Regions from separate parts of the Mus musculus genome. Here region 2 is linked to region 1. A link is a contact called in public Hi-C data. All regions are on one chromosome and are shown on one strand. Each heading gives the region's core, a stretch centred on a gene start, on an enhancer-like site or on the middle of the called end of the contact. The rest is flanking DNA. Distances are from core to core; before and after follow the strand shown. Region 1 overlaps Plbd1 (phospholipase B domain containing 1). Region 2 holds the start of Art4 (ADP-ribosyltransferase 4).

Region 1 (4,972 bases), core at 900-3,399:
TATGAATCCATTGTTTACAGCGACCTGGTTGATAATGTTCTGCCGTTTTGTGGTAAGGCCTAATATAGCCCGTGCTGCCCTGAACTCCTAAGCTTGTTCCCTCCACCTCCCCAGTGCTAAGATTACGGGCAAGCACCACTGCGCCCAGCTTCAGATGTAATCTTTATAAACAGCACTTGAAGGACTAATTCCATTAATTACTAGTTACGTCATTAAGTTGTTCTGATGGCCTTTAGAGGTTACCATGCAACGTCCTGAGAAGATATAGCAAGGCGTGCCGGCCAGGTACTGCTGACCTCAACACGAACCCGAGCTCTGGGCTGTCTCACCCTGCCCATACACATACCTCTTCATACCTCTTCATCTTTGAAAGACCTTCCTTACAATGACTGAAGTCTCCTTCAATCACCCTGTGACTAACCAGGTGGACTATGCCAGACATCTTATTCCTGATCTGTGTCTAGCATAGAAGAAATTGCTTTCTAGAAAATTTCTAGATCTCTTGGCCAAGACTGGCTGGGATAGCATAAGCCTCCTACCCATCTCTTTGCCCGGGACGTCTTCTCTAGCTTCCCTACACACACACACACACACACACACACACACACGCATGCACACACACATGCACATGTGCGCATACACACACTCCCACTCAATATAAGGAGTTTTAGGACTTCCACCTGCTGCATGGTACAGGAGTGTAAACTCCCTCAGCTGTCCCTTACTGTCTTCTTTGCAGCAAGCTTGCGTCCTAGCTGTCACACTGGTGAAATGATTCGGAACAACTTTTATTACAGAGCCTGTGCTAAAAGTCTGACTTCCCAAGGTCACCTGTTGACCTTGTTCTCAGGGAAATCCCATCTCCCTTCTTTAACTGGCGTGTGGGTGGGAGGGCGAAGGGAGGCATGGACAGTGTTATAGAACGTGAACTCTCGGCTCCATTTCCAGCCAGCTCGCCCAATGGGCCCCACTTTTATGTGATAGGCGGTTCCTCACATGCTCCTGCCCCCTGAGGTTGCTCACAGGACAAACCTGGCTTTGCAAGAGATTCATTACCTTCCACTGAGCTGCATAAACGTGTCTCTATAGGTGATGACACTTCAAGAGAATACTTGTCCAAAGCTCTGCAACCTCTAAAGGAGGCGGCCTTTATTATAGAAGAGAAGTGCAAACCCTGTGAGTAACGACCCCTTTGCGGATCACATGACCCTTTCACTAGGGTTGCCTAAGACCGTTGGAAAACAGATATTTACATTCCACTCCATAACAGTAGCACTGACCGTATTTAGTATTTAAAATTACATTTGAATTTATTTATTGTATGTGGGAGCATATGGTATATAGGACACATGTAGAGGTCATAGGACAATTTACAGAAGCTAATTCTTCTAGGATGAGGATCTGGGGGTCAAACTCAGGCCCTGAGGCTCCCAGCGGGCTCCTTTACCAGCCGAACTGTACCATCAGCTCCATCCTTCCTTCTTTCTGCTTTTCTTTCTTCTCTCTCTGTCTCTGTCTTTCTCGCCCCCTTTCCTTCCTTCCTTCCTTCCTTCCTTCCTTCCTTCCTTCCTTCCTTCCTTCCTCCCTCCCTCCCTCCCTCCCTTCCTTCCTCCCTCCCTTCCTCCTCCCCCCCCCACCCCGCCTTTCTGACACAAAGTTTCATTACGTAGTCCCAGCTGGCATGGAATTCTACCTAGTCTGAGTTTGCCTCAAAAATCCCAAGGACCTGCCTGCCTGTGCCTCCCAAATGGTGGGACTAAAGGCATGTGCCACTGTGCCTAGCCTTAAATCTATATTCTATTCTCAAGAAGTTAGCTCTGGAAATAGTGGCTCCACATTCCTGCCCCACCCCCATCAGTCAATGGGAGCTACGCAGCTGCCCCTCTCAACAAGTCCAATGTTCAGGAAAGTTGTGTCCCTCTGCCCTATGTCCCTGTCACCACCCTTAGTTCACTGTCAATCCCCACAGGTCTCCTTTAGGCATGGGCTTTTGCAAGCCCTCCTCTCAGACCTCCCATCCTATCTACTGTTTGAATCTCAGTCACAGTTCACTGCCATTGTCAGCCTCGCCTTCCCCATCAAGCGACTGGGGTGTCCTCCCTCTTTGGGCTCCTCCCTATGCTTGCTAAGTGTTTACGGCTATCATGGTTAATATTGATCACCAATTTGATAGGAAACCCAGTCACCCAGGAGACACCTGGGAAGTCTGGCCACACCTATGAGAGGGATTGTCTAGATTAGGTTAGCCTCTGTCTGGTTAAGCCCATGAAGGACTGTCTTACTAGGCTAATGGGGGTGGGAAGACCCACCCTAAATGCAGGTGGCCCTACTTCCTGGTCTTGGCTCACGGACTGGATAAACAGAAGAAAGGGAGGTTAACAGGAGCACCCATCTCTCTCTGTTTCCTGTCTATGGACACTTGTGACCAGCTGCCTCAAGCTCTTGTCTCAAGGATTTCCACACCCTTAAGTGCGAGCCAAGAGAAGCCCTCTCTCCCTTCAGCCGTCAGGGTGTTTTGTTATAGCAACAGGAAACGTAGCTAAGACAGAGCCTAACATGTCCAGGGATACTGTTAATTATTTGTGATTCCTGGCTCTCCCGACTGCTGTACAAGAGCTAAAAGTCTACACACAATCCTCCATTAGCAAAAGTACGAATTGTCACACATCAGGTGAAGAAGTGGGCACAGCACTGTGAACGAGGGAACCGGAGCTACTGAAAGCAGGGCCTGCCGAGTCCATCTGCTAGCACGGCACAGCCCGGGAAGCAGAGACGTAAGTGCTCTATTGGCATCGGAGATAAATTCCGATGCATCTACTGGCATTTGCAAAGCACTTTCTGCTCGGCGACTCTGTAAACCCCCTTTGTGTCATCCTGTTAAATGAGACTCTAAAATCAGACTGTACCCCACCTGCAGACAGTTCGTTTCTCTTCCAGCTAACTTCGGATTACCAATGTTTCATTTTGAAAAAGTTTACGCAGATCTTGCTCTAAGTTTACTTACCTGGATAACTGCTGAAAGACAGCCGTTTGCTGAGGGTGTATTTGTCCTTGATGTTGAAGTCCCAATGTTTATAGATCCTGAGCATGGCTGCATATGTGTACCAACTTGAGTGGGCAAAATAGATGTTTTCAAATCCAGGAAGGACCTGCCATTAGAATCATAGTTAATAACGCAGGTGTATGGTAGCTCTCTACATATTACATGCAGGAGGCATTCAGGGGTGTACCAACTTAGGTAAATCTTTGTGGTACTCTCTTCTTAGAAAGAATTACATTTATTTGGGTGTCTGTGTGTGAGCGTGTATGAGTGTGCATGTATGTGTGTACATATGTATGTATGTATTCCTGTGGATGTGAGTGTGCGATGGTTTACATGTAGCGGTCAGAGGACAATCTGTGGAGCTAATTCTCTCCTTTCACCCTGTGGTTCTCGGGGATTGAACTCAGGTCCTCAGGCTTGGCAGCAAGAGCCTTTTACCCGATGAGTGATCTACTCCTAGACTATTGCTTTATTTACTATTGGAAGATATAGCCAAGGGCTCCAAAATTAACCCTTAATGTATACAACACAGACTGTCCTTCTGCTGTGTGAAACAGAACAATCTAGAAGATAGGAATCTTGAACTTTATCCAAGTTTCTGCCAGTTCTCTCTCTCCTCTCTCTCCTCTCTCTCTCTCTCTCTCTCCCTCTCTCTCTCTCTCTCTCCATATATATATAACGAGTTCATTGTCATTCTCTCCAGAAGAGGGCATCAGATCCCATCACAGATGGTTGTGAGCCACCATGTGGTTGTTGGGAATTGAACTTAAGATCTCTTAAGACTTCTGGAAGAGCAGTCAGTGCTCTTAACCGCTGAGCCTCCTGCCGGTTCATAACTTCTATCATAGAGGATCCATGTACCATAACATCCAGCCAGGAGTAAGAAAGGGTTAGCCATACATGGGTGATAGACATATAGAAGAAGAATGTGAAATCTGTTATGGTGTATGAAGAACATATGCCAATACATGTTAATAAAAAGGTCTATGTGGGTAGGAAGAAGGCAGGGCTGCAGGTCTCACCTTAATAAGAGCAGAACAGTGGCCCATTTCCCAAATCTTAAACTTCATCATGCTGCTGCTTTTTGTGGGAGATAGGGAGGGAATAAGGTCCAACAGGTCACCAACGGCGTTCAGGAACTGAATTTGGAACATTGTCATGGGCTGTGAAAAGACACAATAGCACTTGTGACAGGTGTCATCTTTCCCTGTTATTCATGCTCCGTGAAATCACTGCTTTGTGGGGGGTATACGGTGTGACAGGGGTACTTCATGGTACTGTAATTCACAAACTCACTTTCTGGCTTTTATAATTGAGAAGCAGTGTTAGCACATTTGTGTGGGGACAGAATTTCTACTAGTGAAATTCCTCGTGGAGGACAAGAATCAGAGCTTCTGTTGGTGTTCCTCTGCAGGGGTTCCTGAGGTGTGGCACTAACCTTATTGCGTTTCATGGTTCCAGAGGGTTTTAGTCTGTAATTACCATATTGAAGAACACAGTGGCAGGCAGGAAGGCATAGCACTGGGGCAGTAACTGGGAGCTACATCTGACCCTTACGCATGAACCCCTCCCCCCCCCAGAGCTAACAGGAAATGAGCTTTGGAAACCTCCAAGCCCACCATCAGTGACACACCTCCTCCAACAAAGCCACACCTCCAATCCTTCCCAAACAGTTCTAGTAGCTGTTTGTGACAAAGTACTCAAATATACGAACCTACGGGGTTCACTCTCACTTAAAACACCACAGAAATTGTCTTTTTCTTTTTGTTCTCAGAGGAGCCTCTTTTCCAGTCTCTTTCTATTGTCTCTTGAGACATTACTCTACTCTGCAGCCAAGTTGATGAAGAACTCACAGAAACTCTCCTGCCTTAGCACCCCCACGTGAGCAGATTCCAGGGATGAACCACCACACTCGAAGGATTACTCCAC
Region 2 (4,972 bases), core at 1,594-4,093, 220 kb after region 1:
ACTGCCCAGGAGATCCCGCAGCCCTGGCCATGGCCTTGGCCAAGTCAGAGCTCACATTGAGATTCAGGGTGAAAACCACAATGGCCACAGCATGCACCGGGGTCATGCTCTCCGGGAGGGCCTTTGCCTGGTTCAGCCAGGTTAGGTGGGCTTTTTGCCATGCTCTGGAGTAATACTTATGAGTATCTACTTCCTTTATGAAATAGTCTCCTTGATTTAGCTCCTCCACCATCTGTTCGCTACAGCCTTGGTATTGATCATCAAAGGAATCAGGTGTCAAGTCCACGTCGACCTTAAGAGGAGCCTATGAGGAAAAGAAACCTCGATTTACATTATTCAGATCAGATGGAAACAAGGTTGCAGATTTTTGTGCCCAACAGAGCTGGCTGAAGTATTTTACACGGAATGCTCAAGCTGTGCCCACTATAATGACTCCATGCTATTCCTACCTGGTCTGGGGTTGTTATTATTCATAAATGGCACAGAAAACTCCAAGGCTCATCTCCCCAGGGAGGAAGTGTTCTTTACCTTAGAACTCATGGTGTTTCCATATTTGAGTCTGTTGACAATAAAGCACTAACCTTCTGGTTTATCTACTTTCCACTTCTTCAGTTTCTTCCTCCTCCTATTCTCTCATGCATGTCATAAAGCATGCTCAGAGCTGGGGGGGGGGGTGGCTTATGCTTATCGTCCTTAGAAGGCCGAAATACAAGAGGTGCTGTGAGTCTGAGAAGGCTTGTGAGTTCAAGGCTGGCCTGCATTGCAATGGGGGGCTCTGTCTCAGCCTAACCAAACTAAAACTAAAGCAAGCTTATATTCATACATATAATTTTAACTGTACATTTTGCTATGTGTGTGCATGCACAGAGAAGCCAGAGGTCAATGACATAGGTCTTGCTCCATTACTCTCCACTTTATTTTTTGAGACAAGGTCATGCCCTAAGCCAAGAGCTTTGCAGTTTAGCTGAGTGGTTGGCTAGTGATCTCTGGAGCAACAGGGATCGGCCCGTCTCTGCAACTTTTTCTCACTGCCCAAGCTAGGCTTCCAGATGTGCATTCCTCCACTCCTGGGTTTTATGTGCATTCTGGGGACCCGAACTCAGGTCCTCACCCTTGTGCATCAAGCCCCGTTAACCACCAAGCCATCTTTCCAGCCACCCTATCGTACATCTAGCGTTAGGTTTTCCAAGAGAGACTTCTGTAAATAAAAACCTTCTTGCTGACTTAGATTCTAGGACAAAAAGGAGGGGAAAAAACCTAAAGCAAACAAGGAAGCTGAAGTGTCACCTTCTTCCTCAATTAGCCCCCGGGTGCACACACACCTCTGGATCTGGTGGAAAGTTGGACTAAGAGTAAATTCCAGAGCCTGTCAGACTTGTCTCTCCAGCTACTGGCAGTGCAGGACTGAGACCTCTCAGGTAACAGCTTGTCTTGGGGGAGAAGCACTTATGCCACAGACATAAGACTAGCCAGGCTCCAGGGTGGAGAGCAGGGCAGAACCCGTGCATGCAGCTGCGCTTCCAAAGCTCGAGAAACAGCGTTTCAGGGGAGCAGTGGGGCCGTGCCTGGGAGCACCTCCTCTTGGTGAGCGAGGGGCTGGAAAGTACACCCCTCTTGGAGGTGGGGAAACAGTTGAATGTTGTCTAGAGGGTGCCGAAAGGAGGCTCCCTGGCTTCGGTCAGCTCGTTAGTGAGAACTGTATCAGCATCACCTACACTCAACCATTTCTGGGCAAAACAACGATGCTTTTCTCATGAGCAGCACTCACCAAAAGGCAAGATTCTGCCCAAGGCCAGCGTTGTTGGGGGCGGAGCTAGAGAACACACGGTTTGGTATTTTAACCGTGTGATTTATGATGTCATGCTGTCTAGTTACATACAATCTAGAGTCAATTTTACAGACTGATTGGATGATGTGAACCAGTGCACCAGATTTTAAAACAAGCTTCCATTAATCCAAGCCAAGAATCACATTCTGTCAAATATCAAAATGAACTCTGACACATTTTTAACATGTCTCCAGATCTCAAATGTTTCCTGTGTCACCCATTATCATTAGCTTATTTTTAGTTTATAGATATTTAAAATTAGGATACTCCAAATGTGTGCTATCTGTATAAAGCGGTTTTGAGTTAAACAGGTTAGTCTACATTATTGCCCCGGTGGAATCATTGCTTTAATACTTAAAAGAATCGGGAAAATAACTCAATGGCACTCACATCAATTATGCCAGATTTATGACTTAAAAATTTTTAATTTTTATAGCAATTTTCCCTGTCACTCTTTACTAACATTGTTTATTCTTAGATTGCCAGTGGCTAAGTTCTTAGCAATTAGGTGGCCCCCAGGTGAATAGCCTGTTGGTGCATCGTTGATCATGAGAGACCAACTTTTCGATAGCCCCTACCTCAGTGCTCCCCGCGGGTGTCTGCTGGACCCAGAGCAGTAGCAGCAGGGTGAGCTGCCCTCCTGGAAGCCACAGCGCCATCCTCCTGTCTGTAGCACTTGGTAGACACGTTCTCTTAGATCTACTGGTCAGTGGGCAGCTTGGTGGTTTGTGTCAGCAACACTTCTTTATTCTGAAAGCCTCGTCCCAGAATACGCTCTAGAGTCCTCCTTTGGCATTTTCTTTTCCGGCTGTGTCTGAGGTTCTGCTCCTGCCGCAACTGTGACTTCTGTTGAATATCAACAACCTCAACAACCGACAGTTTCCTCCAAGGTAGAAGTCTAGCGCCTTTGCAGTGTTGAAGTCTCCGCGAAAGGGCCAGATGTGCGCGGCACAGAATGGTTTTCAGTGTAAAGAAGGCAAAAACCGTCTCTCTGTCTAGTCGGCATGCAGGGGAATGCCAAGGGTCTGTTCAGGGTCAGGCTGTGCAGTTCAGCCTTGCCTTTCCCAGATCGACAAGAAAAGGCATGCTCCAGGAGTACTCGGGCCAAGTCCCATTATCTGCAGCCCCAGGCTTTCCCTGTGAGCCACTGCAGTGGCACATGAAGCGCAGCTGGGGAGATGCGATCTTAAGGTGGACCTGTGTCAGGCTCATCTGGCAGTGCTGATAGCCCTGCCCTGGAATGATTGCCCTCCAGCAGCACAGGCTTTTAATGTTGTGTGTTCTTTGCTGCCTCTCCACGGTGTGTTTGAAACATCCCCGTTCAGAGACGGGGGCTGTTGGAGTCACAGCTTTGAATGTTTATTTCTTTTGAGAGCTTCAGGTTTTCTATCTATTGTAATCTGCAATGAGGCCCGCAGGCAGGAGTTAAGTCCGACTTTCCACTGTTAACCACATTTCCTGCTCAAGTCTGGCTGTCCTTCCACTACTCCCGACCTTTCAGAGTCTGCTGGCTCGCAGACGTTGTTTATGTTCCCTGCCTCTTATCTAACTGTGACAAGAACCAAATTCCGTTCTTGGGAATTGTGGTCCTGCTTTCTTTTTACCACGTTAAATATTGGTCTGTCTGAAGTTTCCCAAGTCATAGAAGCATAAAAGAAGGAACGCTAATTATTCAAAATGATTGCTTGGAGAAAGCCACTATTTTGATTTACATTTTGGCTTTATACCCACAACACACACACACACACACACACACACACACACACACACACACAGAGCAGAAGTGAAATCACAAGACTTTGTATACTGTTTGTTTCCCATTAATGTTTTATTTATTTATTTGTTTGTTTCTCACAAGTGTGTGTGTGTGTGTGTGTGCTTGTGTGTGTGTTCAACTTGAGTGTCTTCCTACCCCTCACTCTCCACCTTAGTTTTTGATCCGGGCTTTCAGTGAACCTGGAGCTCACAGATTTGGTAGTGGATTGAGAAGCCCCGTGTCTGCGTCCCCATACTAGGACTGCAGGCGCGTGCTGCGTTTGTTCTGTTGTTGCTCTGCCTGATGAGTTCCTGTGAGCTGCATGGCCAGTGCCTTCCCAGCAGAGCCGTCTTTCCAGCCCTAATGATTAATTTTTCAAGGGTTTTTTTCAAGATAGTGTCTCATATATCCGAGGCTGGTTTTGAACTCAATATGGAACTGAGGCTGACACTCAATCTTTGATCCTCTGTCTCTATCTCCTGGGTACTGGAATAGCAGGGGTAAGCCATCATAACCTGTTTCTATGGTACTGGGGGGTCAGACTGCCAGGCCTTTATGCTAGACAAGCACTCGACCAATGCAGCTGCATCAGCAGCCAGCACTGTAACATTTACTATTAATGTGTGTGTGTGTGTGTGTGTGTGTGTGTGTGTGTGTGTGTGTGTGTGTAGCTCGAACTTGCCTTGAATTCTTGATTCTCTGTCCCTGTCTCAGGAGTGCTGGGATTACAGATGTGCTCAAGAGCTCCAAACTTAAGATAAAGCCATGTTTACTGTTTCCCACTAATACCTAATACTTGACAAAATTGACTAGCTGCTCAGGATCAGAATAGGTGCATAGGTGGAGACATCGGAACTAGCGAGGATTAGGCAAGGGCAAGCATAGAGAATGTACCGCGAGGAGGTGAAACTCAGCCAGTTTCTTAATGGACTTTAAAAATGGCTTTTAAATAAGATTTTACTCTGTGGTTCATTTTTCTCTTTCTTCCCTTCTTTTCTTCTTCCTCCCTCCCCCCTTCTTTGTGACCGAGTCTAACTCTGTAGCCTTGGCTAGCCTGGAACAGTTTGTGTAGACTGGCCTCAGTGTTACAGAGATATGCTGCCCCTGCTCCCTGAGTGCTCTGATTAAAGGTGTTTGTCGCCACAGCCAGCGGCTCTGTAAGTCTTAAACTTACCTTTAACCTAACAGCAATTTGAACTGGCCATGGATTTGACCCGGCACAGTGAAGCCTGTGTGCTCTGCCACACACAGTTCTTTCCTGTAGCTGTGTCTCATGAACCATGACACAGTATGACAGCCAGGAGACAGATTCTGGTGGAATGGAACGTGTGCACGTCTGTCGCCTTTCATCACTTGCAGAGCCTTTAGGAGACGCACTCGGCCACTAT

What was found. Hi-C and Micro-C count contacts between places; a contact is called where the count stands out from the background.
Region 2: a Hi-C map of the C10 cell line shows a contact between it and region 1, with 2.2 times the contacts expected there. The contact joins the promoter of Art4 here to the enhancer-like site in region 1. A contact is called at or near these places in 8 of 39 promoter capture datasets (the C10 cell line, embryonic stem cells, hippocampal neurons and 3 more), 16 of 484 Hi-C or Micro-C datasets (the C10 cell line, CD4 T cells, CD8 T cells and 8 more) and 1 of 115 datasets of contacts at active chromatin or transcription factors (large pre-B cells).

Annotation. Positions count from the first base shown.
Region 1 is chr6:136,631,427-136,636,398 of GRCm38.p6, forward strand. It overlaps Plbd1 (phospholipase B domain containing 1), which reads right to left. Exons shown (of 11, transcript NM_025806.2): 5 at 4,066-4,206; 6 at 3,005-3,149. It overlaps Gm40409 (a long non-coding RNA gene), which reads left to right. Exons shown (of 3, transcript XR_869515.2): 2 at 4,818-4,972. Among named protein-coding and RNA genes, the nearest start is that of Gm40409, 3.7 kb to the left of the region's middle. Within about 2 kb of position 2,150, at least 3 of the 459 cell types and tissues checked have an H3K27ac peak or open chromatin away from gene starts, as enhancers often do.
Region 2 is chr6:136,854,757-136,859,728 of GRCm38.p6, forward strand. It overlaps Art4 (ADP-ribosyltransferase 4), which reads right to left and starts at 2,844. Exons shown (of 3, transcript NM_026639.2): 1 at 2,407-2,844; 2 at 1-304. The coding sequence starts at 2,487.